4 separate regions of the Mus musculus genome follow, and regions 1, 3 and 4 are each linked to region 2. Evidence: chromatin contacts called from public promoter capture Hi-C data. All regions are on one chromosome and are shown on one strand. The core of a region is the stretch at or near the end of the contact, and the rest is flanking DNA. Distances in the headings are between cores, read along the strand shown.

Region 1 (4,982 bases), core at 1,025-3,524, 2.9 Mb before region 2:
TCCTGTAGGTTGACTTGCTTTTTTCTAATAGTTTATGGTGCTGAGCATTATTTCAAATGCTTGTTGGGTGTTTGTATACAGTATGGAGAAACATCTACTTTAATCCCCCTTTCACTTCCTTTTTGGGATGGTTTTATTTTTGCTTTTGAATTTTCAGGGTTCTAATATTTTAAATATTAATCCATTATGAGATACAAATACAAGTACACATACAAAATACAAGACACTTCTCTCTTTTCATGGAGTTGAAGATATAGTATGTTTTCAATCTTTATATAATACTTGATGTAATTAAAGCAAAAGAGGATGATTAATTGGCTCAACTTTGGTCACACAGCTATAGTGGAAGGAAGTGGCTTATTGGAATCTAGTGGGCAGTGGAAACTGGAAGGAGAGAGGTTAATTCACCCACTTCCCCAAGAAACTGTTACTTGGCTCATTACTGTAATAACCCACCACCACCACCACCACCACCACCACCACCACCACCACCTCCACCACCTCCACCACTACCACCACCACCACCACCACCTCCACCACCACCACCACCACCACCTCCACCTCCACCACCACCACCACCACCACCACCACCACCTCCACCACTACCACCACCACCTCCACCACCACCACCACCTCCACCACTACCACCACCACCACCACCACCACCACCACCACCACCACCACCACCACAACAACAACAAACCAGACAAAGGCAACTTAAAGAAGGCTTTATTTTGGCTTGCAATTCCAGAGCATACAGTCTATCAGAATGGGAAATGCATGGCAGACAGAAAAAGAGGCAGCTGTCACAGTGTGTTTCTAGTCAGGAATCAGAGAGCAAGGGGGCAAATACCCTGTTCTCCAACAGGACCTCAACCTGTGAAAAGTACTGCCCATGTTTAAGGTGGATCTTCCTGTCTTAGTTTACCTGATTTAGACAATCCCTCACACATATGCCCAGAGATTTGTTTTCATGGTGAGTCTGAATCCCATTGAACCAATAGGAAAGATCAGCTACCACAGCTCTGATGGCCTGGGTGCTGAAGTAGAACCAGGATTGGTATCTGAAGGAGAGAAGGGATGAGTTTTCCCCATCACCTCTAGTTCTTGTCAGATCATGCTAGGGACTCTGCAATTCTGACACACTTGGACTGGGAAATTGGTTGACTCCCTCCACCTTTCTGGGCTTCAGCTTCCTCGTCTGTACATTGGCTGGTTCAGCTCTCTGCCTTCCTGAGAAGCATATTATGAAGCTTTTGTAAGATAATGTGGATGAAACCCACCCATATGAGAAATACTCCATAGACCTCTATAAACTGGCAGCCAGTTAATTCGAGTGGTATTCTACTGGGCTTGGGGATTGCACCTATGAATTCCTGGGAATAAGCCCCTCTTCTTTTTCCCTTGGGCATGAGACTCACATGGACTCTCCAAAATACTTGACCCCTCACCATCCTAGAGTTCACTCCTCTCTTCATCCCAGGCTCCTGGGGACAAAGGTACAGTGACCATTCTGAGAGGCTGAAAGGGTCTCTACTGTTATCATGCAGTGACTTAGTGGCAGCTGAGGGTGGACAGAATGAAGACCAGGAATTACATCCAAAGACTCAGGACATCCTTAGCTTTTAGAGCAGAATGACCATTAAGAGTCACGGGCAGGTTAGGAATTTGTCCAACTCTTGGGAATACAGCTATCCTCCAAAGACTGTACCTACCCATCTAAATAGAACCCCATAGCAGTACTCCAAACTTTACTAATATCCAGTAGCTAGAACCAGCAATGTTTCTGAGGTCTTTGGTACTTTGAGAACTTGGAGAAGTTGTCTTTTCTATGCACCCACACTCATACAGAAGCATACACCTTCAGTTCAGTTCAGTTCAGTTCAGTTCAGTTCAGTTCAGTTCAGTTCAGTTCAGTTCAGAGGTAGACTGGACATGAAGGCATTGGATCAGCAATGGATCCAATTAGGAGAGGGTTAAGATTGAGAGTCTGTTTAGATGCAGGGATGAGGTGCCAGGGGCCTAGACATGGACTTATTGCCATGCCCCATCCTGATTCTTCCTGCTGGGTACTCCTGTCTGGTAAATGTTCCAACACTCCCACTTCCTCAGACTCAGAAATGCTCACTGTACTCAGTGATTGCCACATGGACTTGGTTAGGAAACAGAGGCTGTGGCAACTCTGGAAGGGAAGAGCGTTGTCTCCATAGCCCGAGGCTGTGGGCAGCTGGCCAAGCTTTCCTCTATAAAAGCAGCTGACACTTAGCCTCACATATCCTTTGTCAGCTCCGTCTTCAAGACATCGTGTAAGTAGGGCTATGTGACTGTCTCACAGTGTAGGCTCTCCTTAGCGAGGGTTGGGGGATAGAGTAGCCTCCTCTGAGAGGGCGAGAAAGCGTGGGGAAGTCTCCAGCACCGATCAAATGCTTGAGGATAAAGGAAGTGGAATGGCGTAGAGCCTTCTAGCAGTGTCTAGCAGAAGAGGGCAGGAAGTGTTTAGTGTGGAGAATTTGCTACACTTGTGTGTGTGTGTACTAAAGTCTCTCCAATGCTCTCTCCTACCCCTTCCCATCAGAGATAGAGCCATTTTCTGGGTTTAGTTATCTGAGTGGTACAGGCCAGGTCAAAGCCCATTCTTGGGTTAAAAACCTGAATGCCCACTCAGTTGTCACCCTGCCGTGAGTAACTGCAGCTCCCATCCCTCTGCGACTTTTCCTTTCAGTTGAAAGGAAATCTTTCGTGACAATGCCGTCTGAACTGGAGAAGGCCTTGAGCAACCTCATTGATGTCTACCACAATTATTCCAATATACAAGGAAATCACCATGCCCTCTACAAGAATGACTTCAAGAAAATGGTCACTACTGAGTGTCCTCAGTTTGTGCAGGTGAGGAGGTGCTATGTTCTCAGGGTTTTCTAATGGTGCTGGGATGGCTAGCCCTCCAAGTTGCTTTCTGCAGTTAGCCAATACTTATCCACAGATAGTCCTCGCTTACTTTTCTCTGATACAGTCTGAACTCACCCCCCCCATTCTTCTTGACAGAATATAAATATCGAAAACTTGTTCAGAGAATTGGACATCAATAGTGACAATGCAATTAACTTCGAGGAGTTCCTTGCGATGGTGATAAAAGTGGGTGTGGCATCTCACAAAGACAGCCACAAGGAGTAGCAGAGCTTCTGGCCTAGGGCTGGGTCCCTGGATATGTCTACAGAATAAAGTCATCATATCTCAGGTCTGTTTGAGTCTCTTGTCTTTCCTGGGGGTGAAGGAAGGGATGGAAAACTGGAAAGAACTGTCTTGTTTTGGTCCTTACTGTTCTCCATGGTCCAGTCCTTTCCCATGACTGCTCCTCTGGTCACCAACCCCCAGATTGTTCTCAGTCTCTTCTGGCCCCTGAACTTTGAACCAGTGGTTCTAGGATTTAGGAATTTCCCAAAGTTTGTAACTTAGACTTGGTAGTTTTACTGGTTTATCCCAAATGGGAGATTTGGAAACAGGAGGATTCTAGGCAAACGGATGCTGTGCACATAACTTAGTTTCTAGTTAAATGTCTTAGATGTGACTTTTTGAAAATTAGTAGGATAGGTATGAAAGGTGTGTATATGAGGAAGGAGGAGGGAGGAAAGGAAGAAGGAGGGAGGGTGAGAGAGAGAGGAGTGATTTTCTGTCTTGGGGTAGGTGGATGGTTTTTAGTCCTACCTTAGGCACTAGAGGAGTACATCTGGTTCCTAGGGACATCTGGTCCCATATCGTAGTGATCTTTCCATTTTTACTCCAAACTTCCAACTCAGTTAAATGATACAGGAATGAGTAGATAGGTCAGTGCACTCATAAAGCTCAAAGGACAGCTATGGTCATCTGTTAGCTGTTGACCTTTGCCATCATTACATCTGTGAATTTTTCCTAGGGACTGGTAAAATGAGGAACTCGGAGACCTTTCACCAGAGCTTAGCCATTAAACTGAATTTTCTTTTTTAATTTAAAAAAATTTATTATTTTTTAAATAAAACATTTAAATTTTATATGTGTCCTGTATTTATATCATTCCTGTCTTCCTTCTGCTCCTTTCAATCTCCTCCACGTCATTTCCTCTCAACTGCCTCTCAAATACATGGTCTCTTTTTCTTTAATTATAATTGTTACAGATAGATATAAGAATAAACATATAAATACAACCTGATGAATTCAATTAGGATTGCTCATATGTTTTTAGGGCTGTCCACTTGGTATTAGATAACCACTCAGTGGACTCATCTTTGAAGATTTATTGTAATCCCTCTTAGCAGTTATTAATTGCCTATAGATCTTCATCTAGGGGTGGGAACCTATTCTCCCATTTATGTTGTCATGTCAATTGGTATCGTAATTGTTCAGGTCTTGTTTAGGCAGCCTAAATATTGTTGATATTTTATGGGAGCAGTTTCCCTGTCATATATAGAAGACACAATTCCACAGTAGACATTTTAATCCTCTGGCTCTTAACGGTATTTCTGAACCTTTTCTGTGATGTTTCATGAGCCTTATGTGTAGGAGTTGTGTTACAGATGTATCATTTGGTGCTGGGTACCCTAACACCATTTATTCTCTGTATGCATTTGACTAGTTGTGACTTCTGTAATGTTCTCTGTCTGCTGCAAACACAAGCTTCTTGAATGAGCAGAGATAAGAGCCACACTTATCTGTGGGTAGAAGGATAAGCATCTAGAATATACTTAGAAATCATTTTGGCTTTAGGAAATGGCAGTTGTGGGATCTCTTGTAGGGTCTATGATCTTATCATCCACAAGTAGATGGCTAGGATTACAATAAAGGATGTATTACCTCCAGTTGAGTGGACCAATAGATGATTGTTGGTCACTGACAAGATAAGAAGTGCCACTATTGCACCTTTGGGGATATCTTACCAGACTGGTCATTGCTGCAGTTCACAGGCCTCACATATGGTTGGGACTATTGGTTGTTTTCCTCCTTTGTCCGCT
Region 2 (5,040 bases), core at 678-3,177:
AACATCTGTGTGACATCTGTTCATGGAGGTTCTCAAAGGCAGGCACTGTAGCACACTAGTGTTTATATTTGCAGATCCCAGAACAATGCTTGGCAATTAGTAGGTTCTCAAATGCAATCAAAGGAATAGTTGATATTTTAGCTTATTCATTAAGGCTGAACAGGTTATTCAGGGACACAAAGAGGCCAAGAAATTTGGGTTTTAAAAAATATTTATTTTGCTATTAATTATTAGGGGGGCACTCACCATAACACACATGTGGAGGTTTAAGGTCAGCATGTAGAAATTGGTTCTCTTTTTTTACTATTTGGGTTCCAGGGATCAAATCCAGGTTAACAGGCTTGGAGGATGCACCCTTACCCTCTGAGCCATCTTTCTGTCCCCAGCAGTTTGGTTTGGTATAAAAGTATTAGTAAGTTACTTTGTTTCTTTTATTGTGTGTTTTGTTCTAAAGTAAGCAGTTAATCAATCAAAATTGCACATTGGGAAAATGTGTTTTTATTGATTAAATATGTTTTTATTGGAGGGCAAGGGCCCAGTTGCAAAATCAATGGAAAAAGGGAGTGGGGATGTAAACTCTATCAGTGCAGGTGTGGAAGAAGGACAGGTGGGTCCAAGCACACAGTAAGCTGAAATTCCAAGGGCCATGATTTTAGAAAATCGTGTAAGAAAGTAATTTTTTTAAAAACATGGTGCTAATGTTTTCAAATAAGGAAAATGGGAAAATGGTCACATCATCGGCAGAAATGGAAAGAGGGTGGATCTAATTATTTTTTGAATTATTGTTGGAAACACAAGAGTGTTTGTTTTGGTTTGGATTCTAATTTTCTTATGAGACAAAATCCTACTCTGTAACCCAAGCCGTTCTGGAATTCACTAGGTAGGCCACAGGCTGGCCTTGAACTTGCAGTAGTCTTCCCTCTTCAGCCTTGCACATGCTGAGATTATAGGCAAGGGCCACCATGTCTGACTTCAAGGGTTCCTAAACAAGAGACAGGAACTGTGACTGGTGAAATTGGGGGAGCAGAAACCAGGAAGCATTCACACAATGCCCTATTCACATCTACTCTGCAAGTTGTTCTTTTTTTTGGGGCGGGGGGTGTCTCCTTAAGGGCATCACTCTATGTGATAGACATTCTACGTGCCTTTACTAAGTGGTGAAGGCAGCATGGCTTGTTTATAGATGGGAAAATGGAAGCTCAGAGGGGCCAGTACTTGCCAAAAGTGCTGCAGTGATGTTGTGGACCAAGGATTAGAAGCTGGAAGTTTGTCATACAATTCCCAACTTTATTGAAACACAGACAGGAAAATGCCGCACTTGCACAGGGAGATGTTTAGCTGCAAGAGTTTTCTTAACTGTCATTTTAAAACTTGAAAGCAGGGTGAAAATTATCTCTAGACAATAATCACCAATATTCTGTTGGCAATAATCACTGCCCTTAGGTAGGCCAGATGGTGCACACCTATAATCCAGCACTTGGGATGCGGGGGTAGGAGGGTCCTAAGTTTGAGGCTAGCCTGTGCTACATAGAGAATCAAAGTCAGCTTTAGCTACTCAGGAATACCACGTGTCAGAAAAATTTAAAAAATCACAACTGTTTATTAAATTTCTTCAGTGTAGCAGGACAGCCCCAGCTCCTAGGGACCTACTTGATGAGCACGACTCACATTCTTTCTGCTTATCTGACCTGAACTGCAAATGGACACGTGCATAGAAAAAGAGCTAGGGGCATGACTTCCCCTAAAGCCAAAAATCTTTGAGATTCCAGGGAGAGAGGAACAGAGACCTGTTGAGTCACAGGGACTACAACCAGTGAGCTGAGTCTAGAGCACCGACATGGGGACAGGCCGAGGCCTGCGGAGGGGCGGGGGCCGGGGCGGGCACAGCCTGAGTCAGGCTGAGGGGCGGGACCCGGACCCCGACCGCCACTCCTGTCCCAGCCACCGTCAGCCACAGTCGCAGCCGGACCTCGCTCCTCAACTTGGTAAGCATAAGTTTTTGAACTTTTTAGATTTTTTTCTTTTTAATGAAAACAACAAAGAGCTACGCATGCTCTTGGCTGGGTGTATCTTGGACTAACGTGTGGACGTGGCAGAAAATGGATCGGGAAGATGAAACTGTGGGAGGCAATTAGAGAAGAGTGGAGGGCACGAGGAAGCCCTAAAATTACACCCTAATAACAGCCTGTGGGGAGAAACGGCGGTCTTTTGTTCTCCCGGGCAAAATAAGTTCTAGGCTGGGTGCGGCTGCCTAACTGGCCTGAGCCCGGGCTGGGTGCGGCCGCTAGACTCCCTGGGGCCGTGAGCCCCTGAACCCAACCAGTGGCGGCCGCCAGAGAGCTGCAGACTCAGTGAGAACTTGGGGCAGCGTCGCTAGGCGTTCATGAAGACTAGAAAGAAAGCGGTTCAGAACGTAGCCTTCCTGAATTCTGGGGGACTCAGCTGCGGGGAAACCGCAGGCAAACAGCCAAGACATACAGATGAGAAACCGGAGCCTGTTGCAGCCATTGGAACCACAGACAGGAATGTGGGAGGAGGCCAGTCCCTCCCAGCTCGCTCTTTTCCTCTCCCCCTTACTCCACTCCCAGCCATCTTTTTAGCCACTCCCTACATCACCTGCCTGTCTCCTACCTGCTACTTCAGTTCCCCTCGTTTCTTTAAAAAATGTTTCCAGTAATTCACATCCCCTCCAAAATCTACCCCTTCCTTTGACTCTTCAAAGAGGATCAGCAAATGTTGGAGAGAGGCCCAAGTGCGTTTTTGCCCTAGTCCCAAACTAATTATAGATTTTTATGTTTTTAAATGGTTGGAAGACATTCAAAAGGAAAAGAATCCCTTGTAATGCATGAGAATGGCATGAAAATCAAATGTATAGAGTTTACAGGCACCGCCACACCCTTTTGCTTTATGTATCCTCACCCTTGCTGCCTGACTATGGCAAGAGTGATAAGATCTTATGGAGCATAAAGAGCTAAAAAATATCCACAGCTGTCCCTTTATTGCAAATAACAGCAACAGAAAGCTTGCGGACCCCTGCTTTGGTGTGTCAGTCTTTCATCACTTCCTACTTATTGTTTCCTTCTTCCCCTTTTCATCACACAGGGTACCTAGGGCCCAGCACCAACAGGTTATGAGGTGAAAGGAGATAGATGAGACCCTGAACACTTGAAGGAAGAGCTTTGGTGCTGGTTGAGAAAGAGATAGTTGGTGTGGTTCCCTCTTTTTCACATATTTCTGTCAAGGGGAAGCTTCCCTGGAACGTTGGGTGTTTAGGTTGCGTTTTAAAAGGATCTCACTGCGTCCTTTCACAGTGGGGTTTTCCTTGCTGTCACTGTTCCCATCATGCAAAAGGGCGATGGTGTGGGCCGTGCCCTCTCTTTCAGCCGCTGCTCCACATGGGCAAAACCTTCCCATCTGAGCCCTCTGTTCTAAGGGAAAGAAGAAAGGAGCATCTATAGGCCTGGAACCTCCTCCCCAGTCTAGCGAGTCCTCCGTGCCAACTCTCCTGCTATCATGTGACACACTAATAAGGCAGCTAGATTTTAGTTCTGATAGGAAGAGCATGTTGTGTAAACACTTGTTTCTAGGCTGTGGTGTTTGGTGTTTCCCCCCCCCCCCCCCCCTAACTTACCAATAGTTTTCTCTCCTTCAGACTCTTTAGAAAGAACTTATCTCCAGAAGAAGGTTCAGGTACTCTGGGCATTCCTAGGTGCAGTGAGCCACAGCAGTGCAATTTTGATAATAAGCTGCTTAAGATAGGTGTTAGGAACGGGGCATGGTGGCGCACGCCTTTAATCCCAGCACTCAGGAGGCAGAGGCAGGCGGATTTCTGAGTTCGAGGCCAGCCTGGTCTACAGAGTGAGTTCCAGGACAGCCAGGGCTACACAGAGAAACCCTGTCTCGAAAAACAAAAACAAAAACAAAAACAAAAACAAAAAAAAAAAAAAAAGAAAGAAAGAAAGAAAGAAAAAGAAAGATAGGTGTTAGGAAGAGAGGCTGCGGGGCTGCCAGCTTTTGTCATCTTTAGCATGTGCTGTTGCACAGCCTGAAAGCTTCCAACTTTCGTATCCAGAAAGTCCGTCTTAGAGAGCAGTCAAAAACTAAATACTAAATTACATACATACATACATACAAATCATAGTTAACATCAAGCGAGAAAGTGTCAGGGTGTGGTTGACAGGGTCTAGGAAACCCTGCAGTTGCGCTGCTACCCACTAGGGGGAGCACAACGGATCAATTCTGGATTCTGGGAACAGATCTCAACCAGGATGACTCAACTCAGTAGAATTTCCTTTAGGAATTCTGCTGTGGGAAAAGCAGAGTCCGGCACAGAACTTGAATGATGCTCTTCCTGGTGCAACCACAGCTTTGGTTTAACTCTGTGTTAAGACATTCCAGCCACCATTCCTTTGGAAATGAGTGGCGTTTGGATGAAACAAAGGCAGAACTCTGTAGAAAGGAACCTTGTAGCCGAGAGCCTAGGGGTGACGCTACCCTGATAGTTGCCCTCTCATGCCTTAGTTCTGCACAAGTAAAATTAGTGACGTCTAGCTTTCTGCTTTACACACACACAATAAATCTATAGTTTCACTAGGTAGCCCAGGTTAACCCAAACTCTTGATCCTCCAAGGGTATATGCACCCCCACACCTTGCTGAATATACTTTCGAACGTCTAAAATGTCCTCTCTCCTCCCCCCCCCCCCCCCAGTGCACGATTACAGATGTGCTGTTCATTTTCTTCAGAGAAATTCATGAGAATTACTTTAGGGCATCTCATTCAATCACAGTAGCCTCTTGTGGAATAGGTCACTCACTGTAATCTCCCTCCAAAGTTCAGAACATGTGTGTGCAGATTCCTATAGTCATATGAACAGATTATTCATATGTTTTCTCACACTGTCTAAGAATATCAGAAAAGTTCTCCCTTGTCTGAGTCATCTAGTGTTTCTAAGCACTCGGAGTTCTGTGTGGAATACCTTACTGCATGCACTGGAGCTATCAAAAGGAAGCTCACAAAATATCACTTGCTGTTTGCCTCT
Region 3 (5,140 bases), core at 1,532-4,031, 2.8 Mb before region 2:
GGTGAAATAGAGGAGGCTGTTAGGGCTAAGGAAGAGAACTCTGAAGCACAGGGAGTGTCTAGATAGCAAAGGCACAGGAAAACCTACTCCAAAGGGTTAGATTTGAGAATAAGAATAACGTACTGAGTGCTCATGATGGAGCAGATGCTAAACATTTGCTAAACACTTTTCATTTTTTCCTCAGAGAGCCCTCTGCCGTGGGCACTAGGACTTTGCCATCTCAAAGGCCAGGCAATTAATAAATATAGAAATATCCATTGTTTATCCTTATAATTACTTTAACAAATAGAAATGGAAACACCTTCTAAAAGGTAGGTCATTTTTGTAGGTCGTTGGCCCTGGGAGTAGAGGAGAGGAGATATAAATCTGGATTTGATTTGAGGCACAGTACTACACAGGTTGTTGGCTCTTTTTTTTTTTCTTTCCTCCTGGAGGATTTTTCTTCCCCTACTCTTCTCAGTATCTCTTGCAGTCATACCCCACCCCAGTCGTTTTCTGGGAGGCAACTAGTTGTTAAAGCTTGTTCAGTCTACTTAGTTGAGGAGGCACCCAAGAAACCAGGCAGCACGGGGTCTTAAAGGGGCAGAGCATAGTTTGCTCTGCTGACCACAAAGGGTGTGATACAGTTGATGGAGACTCAGATAAAGTGAAAAGATCAAGATGTGGTTGCTGACTATCATCTAGCTGCAAGGCTTGCACTCACTTGCTGGGACACCCTGGCTAAGCAGTACCCCTTTCCACAAACTGAGTAGTTCATGAGTAACTTACGTTTGAGGTTCCTGTTTCCATGGTTCTGGTAGAATATGTCAATATAGGAAGTAAAGCCCATGGGGGGGTGTCACAGAGAAGGTATCTTCTAACATAGCTTCAAGTGCAACCTCTGTTTACCCTGAATCAGTATCTTGCTTGTCTGATGTACTCACTTAAGAGATATCTCTGCCCCTAATACCTCCCATAGTGACAATTCTCTGATTTTCCTTGGTCCCAAGTTGGGCAGGGGACCAGCCGACAGAGGCTAGCCATATTATGGACACTTCTCTGCGGAAAAGTTATAAAAAATAAAGGCTTACTCTGACTCTGACACACACACACAGACACTCTCCCCCCTCCTTTTAGTTGTCCCCTTCCATGTTGGTCATGGTGGCCATCTCTGCTATTCTTTCACTTCATGCTACTTTCTTTAATGTCCTCACAATGAATATAAAAGTTCTTTTACCTAAAGGCTGGACTATGGCCTTCATCGTCTTGATGATCTCTATTGTAATAAAGCCCATCTTGAAGGGTAGTGGGTTTTAACTTCCTTCTCCAGGAACTAACTGAACCTGTCATCTCATTGTTTTAAGATCCCTTGAGTCTTTAACCAGGGACTAGGTTTCATTTAAAGTATTACTCCCTCAAAGGCTCTTTCTCTGTCTCTCTCTTTCTCCTTACCTACTATCTATTTATTGTTTAAAATTTTTTTAATTTTAATTTTTTTGATTTTTCAAGACAGGGTTCCTTTGTGTAGTCCCAGCTGTCCTGGAACTCACGCTGTAGACCAGGCTGGCCTCGAACTCAGAAATCCTCGTGCCTCTGCCTCCCAAGTGCTGGGATTAAAGGTGTGTGCCACCACTGCCTGGCTCCTACTATCTATTTATTATTTATTTATCTGTCGGTATATCTATTCGTCTCTCTGTCTATCATCTATCTATCTATCTATCTATCTATCTATCTATCTATCTATCTATCTATCTATCAATCTATCATTTATCTATCTTCCTCCTCCTCCTCCTTCTCTTCTTCTTCTTCTTCTTCTTCTTCTTCTTCTTCTTCTTCTTCTTCTTCTTCTTCTTCTTCTTCTTCTTCTTCTTCTTCTTCCTCTTCTTCTTCATCTATCTATCTATAAATCATAGTCACTCATTCCCAGACTATCCACAGAACTGTCTCACCATCCTCCCAACTCTTAGGTCATTGAATTCCCTTGTGTTCTTAAAGTTATGTGTCACCAACACTGGGATATGGGTTCCTAGATCATCTCTGCAGCCCTCTGCCCCAAATAGGGCACCACACATTGCAGATGTTCAACTGAACCATTTCCTGACTCATGGCTAACTTTGAGTGCCTCTAATGGCAGAGCCCTACTGCCCCCGGTGCTAGAATTTGTTCTCAGACTGCTGCAGATTGCACCCTCTTCTCTCACAAGCCAAGCCTCACCTTCATAAAGGTTGCCAACTGTGCTTCCACCATTTGTCTGAATTCCTTCTTGCTCAGGGTGTCAGGGTGTCCTTCCTTCCTAGAGTATTGATGGAAGGTGTCGATGATGGTGGTTATGCTGCGCTCCATCTGAGAAGGTGCTTTGTTGGCCATCTTCTTGCTCTTCTTTGAAAATAGGGGAAACAAAAGTTACAAATAAAAGAATGGGATACCAAGCTTCCCTGACCTAGTCTCTGGCCACTGTTAGGCAAGATAAGGAGGGGAGCACAAAATAAAAAGAACAGGTAGGGTGCTACATAATGGAGAGACAGCTTCCCTCCACATATACACAAAACAGAATTTTGACTATTGATGGAATGCAAAAAACAAAAATATTTTATAGCACAACATTCTTAGAAAAAGTGAAGGAAGATATAAAATGAATAGATCAACCTAGGAGGGCTTCAAGAGGAAGGCTTGGAGGAAAGTTGGCCAAGGGAAGGAACAAAAGATCTAGTAGGGAGACTCCTCTCCACGGAAAATGAAGCTTACTTACCAAGGCTAAAGAGTCACAGATGTTGGTAAGAGCAGTGTAAGCCCAGTATTTATAGGCAGCTCCTTGTTAGATACATGGTTATCTCGGGGAAGATTGCTTCACAGGTGAGCAGTGTGGTAACTCTGACAGTCAGGGAGCTGGGGTGGGGCAGGAAATGTTCACACAGCTCTGATGTTTTGTGAAATTCCCAGCCCTGGGCTTGGAGCTTGTTTGGGGGGAAACTGGTTAGTTGGCTCACTTCCCTTCCATCCAACCTCCCCCTAACCCCTCCCCGCCCAAATCTTAAGCAAGACAGCCTACCTGCCATCTTTGATACCTTTCATTTCCTTGTCCTGACTTGTAATATACAGAGGGTGGCAGGCGAATCATTGTGGCCATCTCATTCTGGCTCTATCCCCTGAGTTTATGGTCTGAGCCTTCTCATGTGTTTTCCTGGCTCCTTTGAGGAAGGGTGAGGGGGTCCTCATGGCGTTCTTGAATGGAATTAGTGTTAAGAAGCTCCTCAGAGGTGGTAGCTCTTTCCCAATGGAGAGGAATGTTATGTTCAGAAGGGGACTTAAGATCATTTAGCTAGCATGTGACCTAGCAGGGGCTGTACTCAGACATCCCAGTTCTTTTTAAGGGTATTTACTACTACATTCTCCCCCTTGCATCTGAGAGGGGAGCTATCTTCAGTGGTTCTCAGTGTCACTCTTCCAAATCCTATTCCCAGTTGTCATTTATGTCCCCTAGGAACTTATATCCTAGAAGGTAGCTGATTAAAAAAAATGATTGTTATTAGCCTATAACAACTAAACAGAACAATGACTTTCATATAATATATTTTGATAAAAAATTTCCTTCTATTTTCTTTTCTTATCCCATCTCTCTATTCCTCTTTTCTCCTTGTACCTCTCTGATAGTCTTTTTTCACATCCTTTCCTGGGGGCAGGGGTTAATTAAGTCACCCTTTACACATGCATCAGAAAGCAATGTTTCTTTAGTAGCCTGGCAGGGGCAGCGGGCTGGGCATCAAGGGTTCCACCCTCAGCCCTTACTTTGCTTGCATTTTCTTTTTCTTTTAACCTTAATTTTCATATAGAGAGAACATGTAGTGCTTGTCTTGTGAGTCTAGTTTATTATGTTTAACATGATAATCCCTAGGTCCATTCGTTTTCTTACAAATGGTACAATTTGTTCTTCTTTATGGCTGAATACTTTCTTTCTTTCTTTCTTTTGACTTTTTTTATTAGATATTTTCTTCACTTACATTTCAAATGCTATCCCAAACGTCCCCTATACCCTCCCACCGCCCTGTTCCCCTACAAACTCACTCCCACTTCTTGGCCCTGGCTTTCCTCTGTACTGGGACATATAAAGTTTTCTTGACCAAGGGGCCTCTCTTCCTGATGATGATCAACTAGGCCATCTTCTGCTACATATGCAGCTAGAGACATGAGTTCTGGGGGCACTGATTAGTTCATATTGCTGTTCCACCTATAGGGTTGCAGACCCATTCAGCTCTTGGGTACTTTCTCTAGCTCCTACATTGGGGGTCCTGTGTTCCATCTAATAGGTGACTGTGAGCATCCACTTTTGTATTTGCCAGGCACTGTGCCTGATTTGGTGGCTGATTATGGGATGGACCCCTGTGTGGAACAGTCTCTGGATGGTCCAACCTCTCATTTTAGCTCCAAACTTTGTCTCTACAACTCCTTCCATGGATATTTTATTCCCTATTCTAGGAAGGAATGAAGTATCCATGCATTAGTCTTCCTTCTTGATTTTCTTGTGTTTTGGAAGTTGTATCTTGGGTATTCTAGGTTTCTGGGCTAATATCCACTTATCAGTGAGTGCATATCAAGTGACTACTTTTGTGATTGGGTTACCTCACTCAGGATGATATCCTCCAGATACATCCATTTGATCAAGAATTTCATAAATTCATTGTTTTTAATAGCTGAGTAGTACTCCATTGTGTAAATGTACCACATTTTCTGTGTCCATTCCTCTGTTGAGGGGCATCTGGGTTCTTTCCAGCTTCTGGCTATTATAAATAAGGCTGCTATGAACATAGTGGAGCATGTGTCCTTCTTACCAGTTGGAACATCTTCTGGGTATATGCCCAGGAGAGGTATTGCTGGATCTATCATTAGTACTATGTCCAGTTTTCTGAGGAACCGCCAGACTGATTTCCAGAGTGGTTGTACAAGCTTGCAATCCCACCAGCAATGGAGGAGTGTTCCTCTTTCTCCACATCCTCACCAGCATACTTTCTTATGCGTGTATACCAATTCTCTTTATTCACTCATCTATTGTTGGGCACCCAGACTTGTATATGTTGGCTATAGTGAATAGTTCCACAACAAACATAGATGTGCAGTTATGTAAATTGTATGATGACTTTTATGCCTTTGGCTATAAACTCGGGAA
Region 4 (5,002 bases), core at 626-3,125, 3.0 Mb before region 2:
CTTGCACTAAGTAGATGCTCAATAAATACATAGTTGATGAGTGAAAAAAGTACAGATATTTGAGGCAGGCAAGGCAGCTTTTGGAACTCGCCTCCATGTCTCCAGTTCCCAGTTTCCCCCATATAACTCCTAGAGTTTGTTCTTCAGCTGGTAATGGTAATAATGAACATCGCTAAACATTTCATCTGTATTACCCTAGTTAACTGTCACAGCTGTTAAGGCTAATTCAATTAATTTTTACAGTGTTGAGGATCAGAGTAAGATCTTGCATGTTAGGCAATTGGGAGGAGCCATACCCCTAGCCCTCTCTTAGCTTGCTTTTTTTTTTGTGTTGTTGTTTTTTTAAAGATAAGAGTCTTGCTACCTTCAACAATCCTCCTGCGTCAACTTCACAGGTGCTGGGATTACAGGTGCATTACTCCATCTGGCTCTGAGGAAACATTGTTGGGGAGGTTAGGTTACGAAGACAAGAATGGCTAGAACTGGCCTGGAGAAATATTGCTCAAATATGACAGGGAGAGGGAGCTGTGGTAGTTGGAGCATTTAGGGACAGAGTTTTCCCTCCCAAGTATCCTCTGACTTGAGGAGCAAGTGTTTTGTATAACTCACCACTAGAGAGAGTAGGGGTGTGGCAGTGATGTAAGCCCTGGGTTGTCACTGCTGTAACTGTGGATGTCCACTTGGGGCAGCTAGTCAACCAGAGAAAAATTAGCAGAGACAAATTCCCCATCAAGAGGCAGGAAAGAGGCCCCAGAGGGACCCCAGAGGGATGTCGGTAGACACATTTGAGAGGTTTTCCGAATTCCTGGCCCTTCAGATGACGAGACCCTTGTAGGGTCTCCAGATTGATGCCTTTCAGAGGTCTCTAAATGAGACATGTAGACAAATCCCTGATTGAGACCAGAAATACAGGAGCCCTCCAGCATGTGACACAGGAAGACTGTCTGGGCATATTCTCTGATTTCAGAGTAAGGAAGGGAATTTTGACTCTAGGTCCATGCAATCCTTCCACTGACTCCTCTGTCCTTCCACCTGTCTCTGCTTCCCTGTGGCTTTAGGCCCTAGGTCCTGGGCAGGTAGGAAGGCTAGTTGGGTTAGTCACAGTCCTAGGAAATACAGTTTAGGTTTCCCCTGGGGTGCCTGGGTAGTAGCTTGGAGGGCTGGTATTGAGATGCCGTTCAGGGAGAGGGTAGGACTTTGAAGGAGGGAGGAGGTAGCAGTGTAACCAGTTTGGAGAGGTGGTTACCTGCCAGGTAACTCCTTTGAGCTTGCACATGTGCACCCTGGGCTGCTGCAGGGTGCTGGCAGGACTTCAGGTGAAGGCTCAGTGCCTTCCCAGTACTGGGACACACTCCTCTGGCCTCTCCTTTCAACCTTTCATCTCTAGGCTGTCAGGACTGAGAGGCTTGACTCTAGGTTTCAGCAGGCCCGAGTGATCCAAGCCAAATTAGCTCTAGTTGGAAGGGAGAGGAGAAGAGAGATGCCAAAGCACAGAGATCCATGGGCCTCGTTCAAGCTTCTCCTTCCATAAGCTTCCGTTGATCAGCCCTTGCTTCTCTTTTGTCGACCCCCTCTGCTCCCCTGCATCATAGCTGCCTCAGGTTCTTACCCTCCTAGCTAAGATCCCCTCTGCATCTCCCTAGCTTTTCTTTTTCCTCTCCCTGTGACTCTGTAAGGTGATCTTGCGCCAGGGGCATCCCGTACCCAGCCCTCCACGGCTTCCTCCTCATGATAGGGGTGGGGACTGACTCTAGAGCTGTAGAGGGTGGGGCTCATAAAGCTGGCTCCCAGCCCAGGAGGCTGCAATAGCTGGGGTGGCTGAGGGATAAGGCCCTGGCCCTGCCCCGTCTCCCCTCCCTTCCCCCAGGTATAAGAGCAGAGCTCAGGTGAGCTGGCTCCTCCATCCTGTCTCCCAGCTGCCAGCAGGTAAGAAAGCTCAGCGCCTTCAACCTGGATGGGCTGTCCTTCTCCAGGGAGCAACCCATGCCTCTCTTGCCCAAGTCTTACAGGGGTGGCTGGAGGAGGTGGGAAGGAATGGAGCTGAGGGGGATTCCCTCTGAGTGAGTTGGCTTGGGGGCTGTGGCTTTGTCAGGGGCTGGATCAGTGAAGGTGAAGGCATATGTTGGGTGGAGCCAAACGTGGTCGTGAAAAAAAGAAGAATGAGCTTTCTTCTCACCTTAGGTCTCCCCCTCCTCTAGGTAGATCATGATCCATCAGCTCCTGTGGGGCAGGCTATAGGACAGACGACAAAACTCAACTCACAGAAGGAAGGACCAGTGTACCAGGAACGATGGGACAGTGTCGGTCAGCCAATGCTGAGGTGGGCCCGTTCATCTGGCCTGTCTTTCTGTTCTTACATTCACCTCTTCTGTTATGAGGGTTTGCGCCCCCTCACTGAATTCTGCTCTCTTCCTAGGCCTTGGCCTGTAGATATTGCCAGCAAGTCCCAAATCCCCTCCCTTGTGCCTACACAGGGTGATGCAAATGAATTTCTTCTGGAAATAGGATGTCTGGGCACATGCTAGAGCCTGCCCTGCCTGAGATCGGGGGTGTAGGGCTTGCCTAATCTTAAGGCAGAGGCCACTGTGCCCTAGACGCTGTGCCAGAGGAGAGGGAGTGGGCAGGATTCTGGCCTCTAGAGTGTCTTCTAGCCACTTTCTACCCTGTTGACTTTCCAGGCTCCTGAGAAGGGTTTTGTAGGGTGGGTGGGCCCTCCTCATGTGGGTTGTATCTCCTTCAGGATGCCCAAGAATTCAGTGATGTAGAGAGGGCCATTGAGACACTCATCAAGAACTTCCATAAATACTCTGTGGCGGGTAAAAAGGAAACACTGACCCCTGCTGAGCTTCGAGACCTGGTTACCCAGCAGCTGCCACACCTCATGCCGGTACTGAGGGAGTGGACCCTCCCCACCCCCCACCCATACCCCTGACTTCCCAAGCTAGTGCTCCAGGACCCCACCCCACTGGCATTGGGAACCCTGTATCTTTCCCCTTTGTGGACACCTGGTAGGTTCCTGTCCTACTACTTGCCCCAGGCCAGGGTGGGGCAGGAAGATCTGGAAGTGCTGCCTTGTTGAGTTTTGATGTCTTTCCTGTCCTCAGAGCAACTGTGGGTTAGAAGAGAAAATTGCCAACCTGGGCAACTGTAATGACTCGAAACTGGAGTTTGGAAGCTTCTGGGAGTTGATTGGAGAAGCAGCCAAGAGTGTGAAGATGGAGAGGCCTGTTACTCGGAGCTGAGGACTTCTACTTGGAACTTGTTGGGGGTGTTGGGGATAGGGGAGTTTTAGAGGCACTGGAAATAAAACCCTCAATGCCCACCACCCCCTTCCCCAGCCTGCACCTCTCCTCATTGCTGCAATGTTCACGTTCAGGACAGGCTTCCCTGTGGGCTCCATGGAGCTCCTGGGTCCAGAAGTCCTCATCTCAAGGGAGCTCAGGGGGTGGGTTGGGGCTGGAGAGGATATGCAGGGATCCTGGAAGGGTAAGGGCCAAGCAATTTGGTAGTAGGGGAAGGGCAGAAAGGAACTGGGTTATGGAAGTGATCCAAAGAGCAGGGATGGGAATCTGGCTGCATATTTGGTCCTGAAAAGGGTGTCTGAGAACCTACCCCCTTCTAATCTTGTCCCACCTAAACTGTAGTTGTCTGCCCTGTGCTATCCTTGCTGCTTCCAGCTCTGCCCCATCCTCCTTCCAGTGTCTGTTCCTGAGTAGGGGCAGGGGAAATAGGAGCAGAGTTGCAAAAGAGGCTGAGGAGGGCATGACTTCATCACTTTGGGGTGAGAGGACCAGCTAGATGCTTGGGCATTTATGGTAGTTATTTTATATCATTTGATTAATAAAAATATTGGAAAATGTAAAATACGTTGTCTTGACTCTTTATCTCTCTCCTCTGCCCAGTATTCAGGGTCCAGGGATGTGGGGTTCTTTGGGACAATGGCAGAGTCATCGGTAGGTGGGAGATATGAGGATGGAGTGAGTGGTTGGCAGTAGAAGAGACTAGGCACTCACTTCATCCCATGGACTTGGGTTGAGGGTGGTCCCAGCGCTAAGAGCTAGGGAAAGGTATGCATCTCAGAGAGACAGGCTCCTCCTTGCCTCTCCAGGGCTGGTCCTCTGATAGGAGATAAAAACACATGTATGCATACCTGGGGAAAGGAATGAACCATGTGTCCTGGGGCAGAGCTGACTAATGTGAAGGGAAATAGGTACTTAGAAACAGGTTGAGTGGCTGGAGTTTGGATTCCCAACTCTGCTACTCACAGCTTTGAACTCTGGGCACTCTGTTATGGTGCGTTTCCTCATGGGAATGGTGAATAGTCCTCTCATAGGAGAAGGATGTGACCCATCACATGGAATACTTGCCAGAAAGCCTGACACAATGTGTGCCTAGTAGGTGGAGGTTGAATGAAAGTGAGGACGTGAATGATCCTAGGTATGGTTGAGGAGAAGGTTTTTGTGGTAGATATGAGGAAGAGACTAGCCAGAGGCATTTGGAAGAATGTAGACCGAACATGGCCAGCAGAATAGACCACGAGAGGAAAGAGAGGGGGCCGCAAGAGTGAGAATGAGAGAGGAGCAAGAGAGAGGACCAAAAGAAGACTAAGAGGACAAAGAGGAACTAAGAGACTGTGTGTCCAAGATGTCCCAGTTATATAGGAATCAGAAGTTAGGGGAAGAGAAAAAAGTTCAGGGGCTGGAGAGGTTTAGGGTAGGTAGTGAGGGTGAGAAGTGCTAAAAGAACCCAGGACTCTGTAACAGGTGATGCTGAAAGAGCCTCTCTTGGGTAGGCTGAATAGGCACCACAGATACACATTTGTCCAGTGTTTTCTTTGACATTCCAGCCTTTTGGTTGATGATAAGCGGCAACATAATGTCTTCTGTAACTGCTTCTTAGCTGACAATGGGGCGTTATTGTCACTGGCCCAAGAAGGCTAGAATGTTGGTCATAGGCTGGGAAGGGAGAAGAGCGCAGGCTTGGGGACATCTGTTTCCCTCAC

The links. Promoter capture Hi-C pulls out the DNA fragments that hold promoters and counts their contacts.
Region 1: a promoter capture Hi-C map of neutrophils shows a contact between it and region 2, with 6 times the contacts expected there. The contact joins the promoter of S100a8 here to the promoter of S100a11 in region 2.
Region 3: a promoter capture Hi-C map of neutrophils shows a contact between it and region 2, with 5 times the contacts expected there. The contact joins the promoter of S100a9 here to the promoter of S100a11 in region 2. A contact is called at or near these places in 4 of 39 promoter capture datasets (cranial neural crest, hippocampal neurons, liver and 1 more).
Region 4: a promoter capture Hi-C map of trophoblast stem cells shows a contact between it and region 2, with 6 times the contacts expected there. The contact joins the promoter of S100a14 here to the promoter of S100a11 in region 2. A contact is called at or near these places in 7 of 39 promoter capture datasets (cranial neural crest, frontonasal cranial neural crest, hippocampal neurons and 4 more).

Annotation. Positions count from the first base shown.
Region 1 is chr3:90,666,797-90,671,778 of GRCm38.p6, forward strand. It overlaps S100a8 (S100 calcium binding protein A8 (calgranulin A)), which reads left to right and starts at 2,275. Exons shown (of 3, transcript NM_013650.2): 1 at 2,275-2,306; 2 at 2,723-2,886; 3 at 3,043-3,238. The coding sequence starts at 2,746. The coding sequence ends at 3,171.
Region 2 is chr3:93,518,569-93,523,608 of GRCm38.p6, forward strand. S100a11 (S100 calcium binding protein A11) reads left to right here and starts at 1,928. Exons shown (of 3, transcript NM_016740.3): 1 at 1,928-1,985.
Region 3 is chr3:90,692,940-90,698,079 of GRCm38.p6, forward strand. It overlaps S100a9 (S100 calcium binding protein A9 (calgranulin B)), which reads right to left and starts at 2,782. Exons shown (of 3, transcript NM_001281852.1): 1 at 2,729-2,782; 2 at 2,194-2,358. The coding sequence starts at 2,346.
Region 4 is chr3:90,524,974-90,529,975 of GRCm38.p6, forward strand. S100a14 (S100 calcium binding protein A14) reads left to right here and starts at 1,876. Exons shown (of 4, transcript NM_025393.4): 1 at 1,876-1,926; 2 at 2,199-2,320; 3 at 2,741-2,887; 4 at 3,105-3,864. The coding sequence starts at 2,291. The coding sequence ends at 3,242.